2 separate regions of the Mus musculus genome follow, and region 2 is linked to region 1. Evidence: chromatin contacts called from public HiChIP or PLAC-seq data. All regions are on one chromosome and are shown on one strand. The core of a region is the stretch at or near the end of the contact, and the rest is flanking DNA. Distances in the headings are between cores, read along the strand shown. Region 1 holds the start of Suds3 (suppressor of defective silencing 3 homolog (S. cerevisiae)). Region 2 overlaps Ksr2 (kinase suppressor of ras 2).

The links. HiChIP or PLAC-seq counts read pairs in DNA pulled down with a chosen protein or histone mark.
Region 2: an H3K27ac HiChIP or PLAC-seq map of embryonic stem cells shows a contact between it and region 1, with 2.8 times the contacts expected there. The contact joins the enhancer-like site here to the promoter of Suds3 in region 1. A contact is called at or near these places in 1 of 15 datasets of contacts at CTCF or cohesin (the NIH/3T3 cell line), 11 of 115 datasets of contacts at active chromatin or transcription factors (the 230-238 cell line, differentiating embryonic stem cells, embryonic forebrain and 5 more) and 3 of 9 other capture datasets (adipose tissue, embryonic stem cells and pancreatic islet).

The regions. Positions count from the first base shown.
Region 1 is chr5:117,114,183-117,118,038 of GRCm38.p6, reverse strand. Suds3 (suppressor of defective silencing 3 homolog (S. cerevisiae)) reads left to right here and starts at 2,046. Exons shown (of 12, transcript NM_178622.5): 1 at 2,046-2,367. The coding sequence starts at 2,226.
Region 2 is chr5:117,438,814-117,442,669 of GRCm38.p6, reverse strand. All of the region lies in intron 1 of Ksr2 (kinase suppressor of ras 2), which reads right to left. Among named protein-coding and RNA genes, the nearest start is that of Ksr2, 27 kb to the right of the region's middle. Within about 2 kb of position 1,744, at least 16 of the 459 cell types and tissues checked have an H3K27ac peak or open chromatin away from gene starts, as enhancers often do. A contact at or near this core is called in differentiating embryonic stem cells and embryonic stem cells, where this site is marked.

The DNA.
Region 1 (3,856 bases), core at 797-3,296:
AGAGAGAGAGAGAGAGAGAGAGAGAGAGAGAACAAGCACACGCAGGAAGCTGACCTCATCCTCTGGAGAAGAGACAGCTCCGAGAACCTCTGCTGAGGCTGGGCTTGAAGAAGGACTCTTGTCGAGAAGGGGCTTCAGATCCCGAGCTGCTGGAAAAGCCGTCCCAGCTTTGCATTCTGGACATTCTTGCATTTCTGCAGAGAGGAACTCTTTCTTACAAAGAGAGCCAAGATTTAATTAAAACAAGGTAGCAAATAGGAAATGTCAAAAGAAATGCGACCCAGAACGAATGTTCTCATTTTTAGAAGTCTCTCTGGGGGCCCATTTGGAAATGCATTTGATCACAGAGGCTGTGAGAAACAGAATACTGTCCCCGGGTTCCACCCCGCTTTCTGCTGTGTTCCCATCTGCCGGGCCTTAATGCTTGTTCTGTTTTCTGCAGATCTGAGTTAACTGAATAGGGTTCCTCTGGACACATCTTCTCTGTCTCTCCAATTAGGGAGTGAAGCTAGGGTCTCCAGCATGCCGAACAAGTGCCCTACCCAGCCACAGGCATACATGGCCCATCCTTTTTAATTTTGCTTTCAAACAAGGTCTCATTAAACTGGCTGGCCTTGAACTCATTGTGAAATCCAGGCAAGCCTTGATGTTGCTCTGTCCTCTTGCATTTGTCTTTCTGAGCACCTGGGATTATTGTTGTGAGCCACTAGGCAGAGACCATAGGTTTTTGCTGCTGCTGCTACTGCTTCTGCTTCTCCTCCTCCTCCTTCTTCTTCTTCTTTTTGTTTTTTGTTTTTCGAGACAGGGTTTCTCGGTGTAACCCTGGCTGTCCTGGAACTCACTCTGTAGACCAGGCTGGCCTCAAACTCAGAAATCCACCTGCCTCTGCCTCCCAAGTGCTGAGATGATTCCTCCTATTCCTCCTCCTCCTCCTCCTCCTCTCCACCTTCTTCCTCTTCCTCCTCCACCTCTTCCCTTTCCTCCTCTTCCTCCTCTTCTAAGCAAAACTGTAACACTATGTTTCACAGGGCTACACAGATTAACACATGGAGAGATTCAGTTTCATGGCTTGGTTTGTTTTTTTTTGTTTTTAAGACAGGGTTTCTCTGTGTATCCATGGCTGTTCTGAAACACGAATTGCAGACCAGGCTGGCCTTGAACTCAGCCTGCCTCTGCCTCCCTAGTCCTGGGACTAAAGGTCACTTTGCTCAGCGTTGGCTTCTGAATTTAAGCCAATGTAGTTCCTGGAGGGAAATGCCCTATTTACTCAAGTAAAAATTAGCAGGTTATTAAATTACTGTTTTAGGCTAAAATACCTTAAAAATTATGTTTGGGGAAGCACAAGGAAGTTATCCTGTGGACAGCTGTGGATCTGGGATGCTAGACTGACGCCACCGTTTTTTCTTTTTTCTTTTCTTGAAAGGAGAAAGAATGACAACTCTTTTGATCATTTGTAAAACCGGTAGAACAGCTTACCCAGTAAATCTACTCAAAAGAAAGTACTGGCAAGGCCTAGGGACACACTTTCACCTGACCGGTGGATGAAATGGCAACAACTTGCCTTTACCATAATTTTTAATAAAGCCCCCATTAAGGCAGGGGAGCAACCACGCACAACATTTTCTGTATCCCACACACTCTGGCTGGCCAGGCGTCCAAGCCCACCGCGGGAACCGTTCGTGCCATTCACCTGCATGAATCAGAGACCATGCTACCTATCCAGGGCTCTGCAAAGCCTCCGCCCATCAGGTCGAGTCCATCCACACTTTAGTTTTGACTCCAGGCGCCGCCTGGTGGCCACTGCCAGAAGTGCCACCTCCAACTCCGGGGTCCTGACTGCTGGCGCGGCTGCCCCTGGATATGCCTGACTCCAGAGACTCCCGCCTCCGCCCCTTCCGCCGTGGCCGATCGCGGATTCTTAAGACAGTGACGCCGCCGCGGCCGCCGTGTCAGAAACCGTGGAGCCCCGGCGTCTCACCTACCGTCTCGAGGACGGCCTGATCAGGCTGTCACCGAGCAGCCCACGACCCGGAAGTAGCCGGCTGCGCGAGGCCCCCGTTGCCCAGCGCGGGCGCCGGGGTGCGGGGTGGGGGGCGGAGCTCGGAGCCGAGGGGAGTCCCGGTGCCCGCGGCTCGGAACCGCGCGAGGTTGCGGGGCTCCGGGGACGCAGCCAGGCGGCCGCGATCTCCGCGGGACCGGCTCCGCCGCGGCCCCGAGGCGGCGACATGAGCGCCGCGGGGCTGCTGGCTCCGGCGCCGGCTCCGGCTGCAGCGCCGGCCGCCCCGGAGTACTACCCGGAGGACGAGGAGGAGTTGGAGAGCGCCGAGGACGACGAGCGCAGCTGCCGGGGCCGAGAGTCCGACGAAGGTGCGGGTGTGGGGACGGGGCCCGGGTGCGGGTGGTCAGAGGTCGCCAGAGCTCTTGCGAGCCAGGGGTCCCCAGCCCAGCGTCTCTCATTTCCGCACTCGGGTCGGAGCAATGCTCGCCCTGGCTTTCTCGCTCCCAGCTTCTCTCCTCCCACTGTTTTAATGCCCCTAGCTCCGCTTGGGGAGCCGGAATGGGACAGGCGATAAGTCTTCCTTTGGCCGGCACCTCTCCCCCGCCCCCAGCTTTGTGACCTTAAAGCTGTCTTGTTTACCCACCTCCTGCGTGGTAGCTTGGAGTCCTCATCTCCTAGGTTGGGAGGGGTTCAATGGAATCGTGTCCTGCCACGGCGAAGTGGGCGAAAGGGGAGGTTGGGATTTGTTTTCAGGTCCGAGTAGTCTGCATTTGCGTGATCGCTCCTCCAGCCTCAGGTCTCGATCCGGGACCTTGTTTATTTACCTTTTGGCGGGTGTGAGGGACACCCAGAGGGATTATTGAGGAAGGAGCTGGCTAGGTGGGGGAGAAGCTAGAAGCAGAAGGGGCAAGGGGAGGTCTTTGTATGGGCGGAGTGGACAGTATTCAGGCATAGAGTCGGGCTGTAAAAAGCCAAAAGCTACCCCCAACTGCGGGCAGGATCTTAAGTCTCTCAAATGCGTAGTAACATAGCTAGCTGGCTCTAGACAGGGCTTCCGTGAAAGTTCCTTCCACCGAAGGAAAGGAGGCGGCTTTGTGAGGACTTGGGTCTGCTCCGGCCTCAGTGCACGCAGAGCAAGTTATAGGAACTGAGTGCGTTTGTTTTAACTATGGTTAAAAAACAAAACAAAACAAAACAAAAACAAAATCAAGGTTTAACTAGGGATTTTTCAATGTGAAAGGTGCACTTCTTTTAATGACCACGAGGGGGTACAGCGAAGACAAAATTGACCCTCTTCACTCAGGCCATTGGATCCAGATCTTTGCTTAAGACCAGTTTAAATTAAGCAGTTTAGAACACTGATTTTTCTGAGGGTCCAGGTTGGAGTGGCTCACGACTGTCTATATGTCGCAGGATATTTGATCACACTGTGAACCCCGAGACCGTGTTATTTATTGAAAAAAACAAAACAAAACAAAACTGTTTTTACTTGGGGTGTTGCTCAGCCTTAACACACACCTTTAATCCCTCTGGCTGGAATGCAGACATGCCCTTAGTACATATATTTTTAATCCCAAACAATCAAGGTAAAGTTAGTTTGTATTAGGAAACCCCTGTTTGAAAGTGATGTCTAATTGAGTGTCAGCAAGGTGATGGATCAGAGGCAGATTTGACAGAATGGGATATAATCAACTCTCAGGAGATGAGAGGGAAAAGGGTATTTAAGAGAGCAGCACAGAGAAGAAGAAGGAGGCGGTTTTACTGGGGCAGTTTTACGGGGGCAGTTTTACGGAGACAGGTTGGAGAACAAGCTAGACACAGGTGAAGGCAGACCGAGCCAGAGAATGAGAAGGAGCT
Region 2 (3,856 bases), core at 495-2,994, 320 kb before region 1:
CTCTGCAAGCCTCGCCTTCTCTCAGACTTAACAGCACCCCTCAGTTTTGGAATGTGTGTGGAGGTCAGAGGTCAACTTTCGGAGTCATTCTTCAATAGCTGTCCACATTGGGTTTTGAGCCAAAGTCTCTCACTGGCCCAGAATGTGCTGGGTGGGTGTGAGCCCCGAGTAATTCAACACTGGGAATACAAGCATGCATCGCACCTGGCGGAGCTGCGTCATGACATCACCGCATCATGTTGGAGCTGTGGATTGATGTTGAATGTCAGACATTAATAGTAGGCTGCTTTACAGAACTGGCTCTGTTCTTTTTTTTTTAAGATTTTTTTTTATATATGAATAAGTGTTTTCCCTATGTGTACATCTGTGCACCACATGTGTGAAGTGCCCATAGAAACTAGAAGAGGGTGTCTGATGCTCTGAACTGGGGTTACACGCTGTTGTGAGCCAGGAACTTAGTCGGGTCCTCTGCAAGAGCGGTTCTTGACCGCTGAGCCATCTCTCTGGGCCTCATCTCCCCAAGCCCAGACAGAGTCTCACTGCGTTACCCTAGCTGGCCCAGAACTTGCTGTGTAGACCAGGCTGTCCTCAAATCACAGCGATCCTCATCCCTCTCCCTCTAGAGTAACGGGGTGAAGGGCGTGCCAGCACGCTAGGCAACTCTGTGTCGATCGCTGGTGGTCTGTCTCCTAGACTGCTTGCTGAGTGTGTTTCTCATCAGGCCTCTCCCTAGTTCTCTCCCAAACCCATTCCTCGGTCTCAAACGCCACACCTGTGTTAAGGTTCTGGACTCTGGAAGACCCAGGAGAAAGAAAACAGGTCTTTCAAACAGGAGGGCAGCCCCTAGGGAACAGCTGGAGCTGGAATGCCTGAGACCCCTCCGAGACTCCTCCGAGACCCCTCCAAGACCCCTTTTCTGTACTGTCCCAGGCCCTAACCAGCTCAGCAGACAAGCAAAGATGGCTGGCTGGAAGAAGCTGTGATTGCATGCAGAGAGGACTGGCTGGGGGTGGGGATGGGGGTGGGGTGGGGTAGGTGAGGGGGAGTCCGGCTCTTAATCTCAGTTCATTTAGGACTGCTCTCTTCCTCGCTAATCTAATCAAACAATGGCCGGCCTCTCAGCCCTCTAAGCATGCTACTAATGAATTTTTCATAACCCCGCGGAGACGCTTTCTCTGCTGTTGTTGATAGTAACGGAGCGAGGCCAGAAAACATATTTCCACTCCCCTAATCTCTTCCCTCCCAACTGCACCTCCTCGTGCTCCAACCCTTGCAACTCTGAGTCCTACGCACCCTGCGCAGCAGTCTCCCAAGGTACTGGGTGTGCCGTGCTGCTACCAGAACCTGCCTCTACCTTAGGGGACCAATAAATCCACGTTAGGCTTTCAAATCGTATTTGAGAAGTGGAGACGGTCGATTAGAGGGGCTTATTCAATTTGGCCGGTGACACGCCTCGCTCTCCTATGAAATGCAGCCAGGAAGCCAGAGGAGGGAAGGGAAGATGGACTGCTGGTCTCTGGGTTTCCCAGAGGGCCTGGGGCTCTGGAGATTTCAGCCGCTTTGGCGTTTGTTTGGTTCCCTGATGCCTTTCCTACCTCTGACTTTCTGAGTATTCTGTTCCTTCTCTCTGGAACAGCCTTTCCTCGTGAGCATACGATCTCAACTTTCATGCTGTTGGGTCTCAGACCCAAGACAAGTCTCACTTCACCAGCGTCCTCCACCCAGCTCTCCCAACATCCCTAACCGCCCGTGGCTCCACCCAGCACACCTCGCCCTGTCCCCTACCTAAGTCACCCCCACAACCCCGCCACAGGCTGGGCTTCTGCTTCCCTTCCCCCAGCTTGATCCCTACATAACTCAGCCATTTTGGTCTTGGTCCCTTGGCCCTGGCCACCTCTCTTTGCCAGTGGCTCTCCCTCTGTCTTTCTCCCTTATATCTACAACAAAAGCCTTTCCCAAACTTGGAGTCGTCTGGTACAACTCCTTTTATTTCACTTTGGCATTCAAATGCAACGTGGCCAATGTCTGAGAGCCGCTGTCCTGCATCCGGGCGCCAGCACTATTCCTACCATACAATGATAGCTATTTGTACCTTGTGCTGGCTCAGCAAGGCTTCGGTCCAAAGCAGCCCGCCAGGTCACCTTTTGAAGCAGATGTGAATGGTCGAAGACTAAAACCCATGCTACGGTCTCCTCCCTTTGAGTTATGTTTTAGATTCCAGCCTGGCCCATCAGCGCTGTGACCTCCAGTTCCAACCGGCTGGTTCTTTGAGAGGATGGACCTGAGCCAGCCTTTAAACAGACAGCGTGTTGGGTACTTCAGTAATTGGGAGGTAGGACCTGTAGTGTCTTGAGTTCAAAGTCATACTCAATAGCTACAAAGAGTTTTAGTACAACCTGGGCTATGGACAAAAGTTACAGGAAGGAACCGAGGGAGGGAGGGAGGGAGGGAGGGGGAGCGACACTTATGACTCTTCAGACTGTCCTCTAAGGTGTTTTCAATGACACCCAGGAGCTCTGGCAGGCAGGTGTCTCCCTCAGTGGCTGCTTCAAGGACTTTATTGTGGGAAGCCACCCTCACATTCGCCGTTGCAAGATGGCGCTGACATCCTGTGTTCTAAGTGGTAAACAAATAATCTGCGCATGTGCCAAGGGTAGTTCTTCACTCCATGTGCTCTGCCTTCCCCGTGATGACAACTCGGCCGATGAGCTGCAGCCAATCAGGGAGTAATACGTCCTAGGCGGAGAATAATTCTCCTTAAAAAGGGACGGGGTTTCGCCATTCTCTCTCTTGCTCTGGCTCTTGCTCTCTTGCGCTCTGGCTCCTAAAGATGTAAGCAATAGAGCTCTTGCTCTGGCTCTTGCACTCTTGCTCCTGAAGATGTAAGCAATAAAGTTTTGCCGCAGAAGATTCTGGTTTGCTGCGTCTTTCCTGGCCGGTCGCGAACGTGTGTAAGACTTTATGTATAAATATTTTCATCTGTTGTTCAAGGAAATGCCTGGTTAAGGGAGAGCTAGCATCGGAATCTGAGCTTTAAGGAGAGTACTCATCACTTACTAAAAGTACAGAAATAAGGGGCTGGAGAGGCAGTTCAGTGGTTCACTGCTCTTGCAGAGGACAGGGGCGGGGGGCTCAGTTCCCAGCACCCAACTCTAGAATGTGCACACTGTCCCCTGGTCTCTGAGGACATCTGAGTGAGTGTGGTGCCCACAAACACACACAAGAACACACAGACACATACATAAGTAAGCTTTGTAAAGAAATCTGCACGTAAGTATTGAAGGTGGAATGTCACAGTGTTGGAAGGATGCTTCAAAATAATCCAGGGAGGTTTAAGGAAGGGCGGGGAGAGAGAATGGTTCACTGACCACAATTTGATTTGGGGGGATGTGTGTGTGTGTGTGTGTGTGTGTGTGTGTGTGTGTGTGTGTATGATTCTATCTAGCTTATGGGGGTTTGAATATGCTTATCCCAAGGAGTGGCACTATTTAGAGGTGTGGCCTTGTTGGAGTAGGTGTGTCACTGTGGGCATGGGCTTTAAGACCCTCATTCTAGCTGCCTGGAAGCCAGTCTTCTCAAAGGAGCCTTCAGATGAAGATGTAAAACTCTCAGCTCCTCCTGCACCGTGTCTGCCTGGATGCCGCCTTACTTCCTGCTATGATGATAATGGACTGAACCTCTGAACCTGTTAAGTCAGGCCCAATTAAATGCTGTCCTTGTAAGTGTTGCCTTGGTCATAATGTCTGTTCACAGCAGTAGAACCCTAAGATATGGCCTTATTTATTTATTTATTTATTTATTTATTTATTATGTGTAAGTACACTGTAGCTATCTTCAGACACTCCAGAAGAGGGCA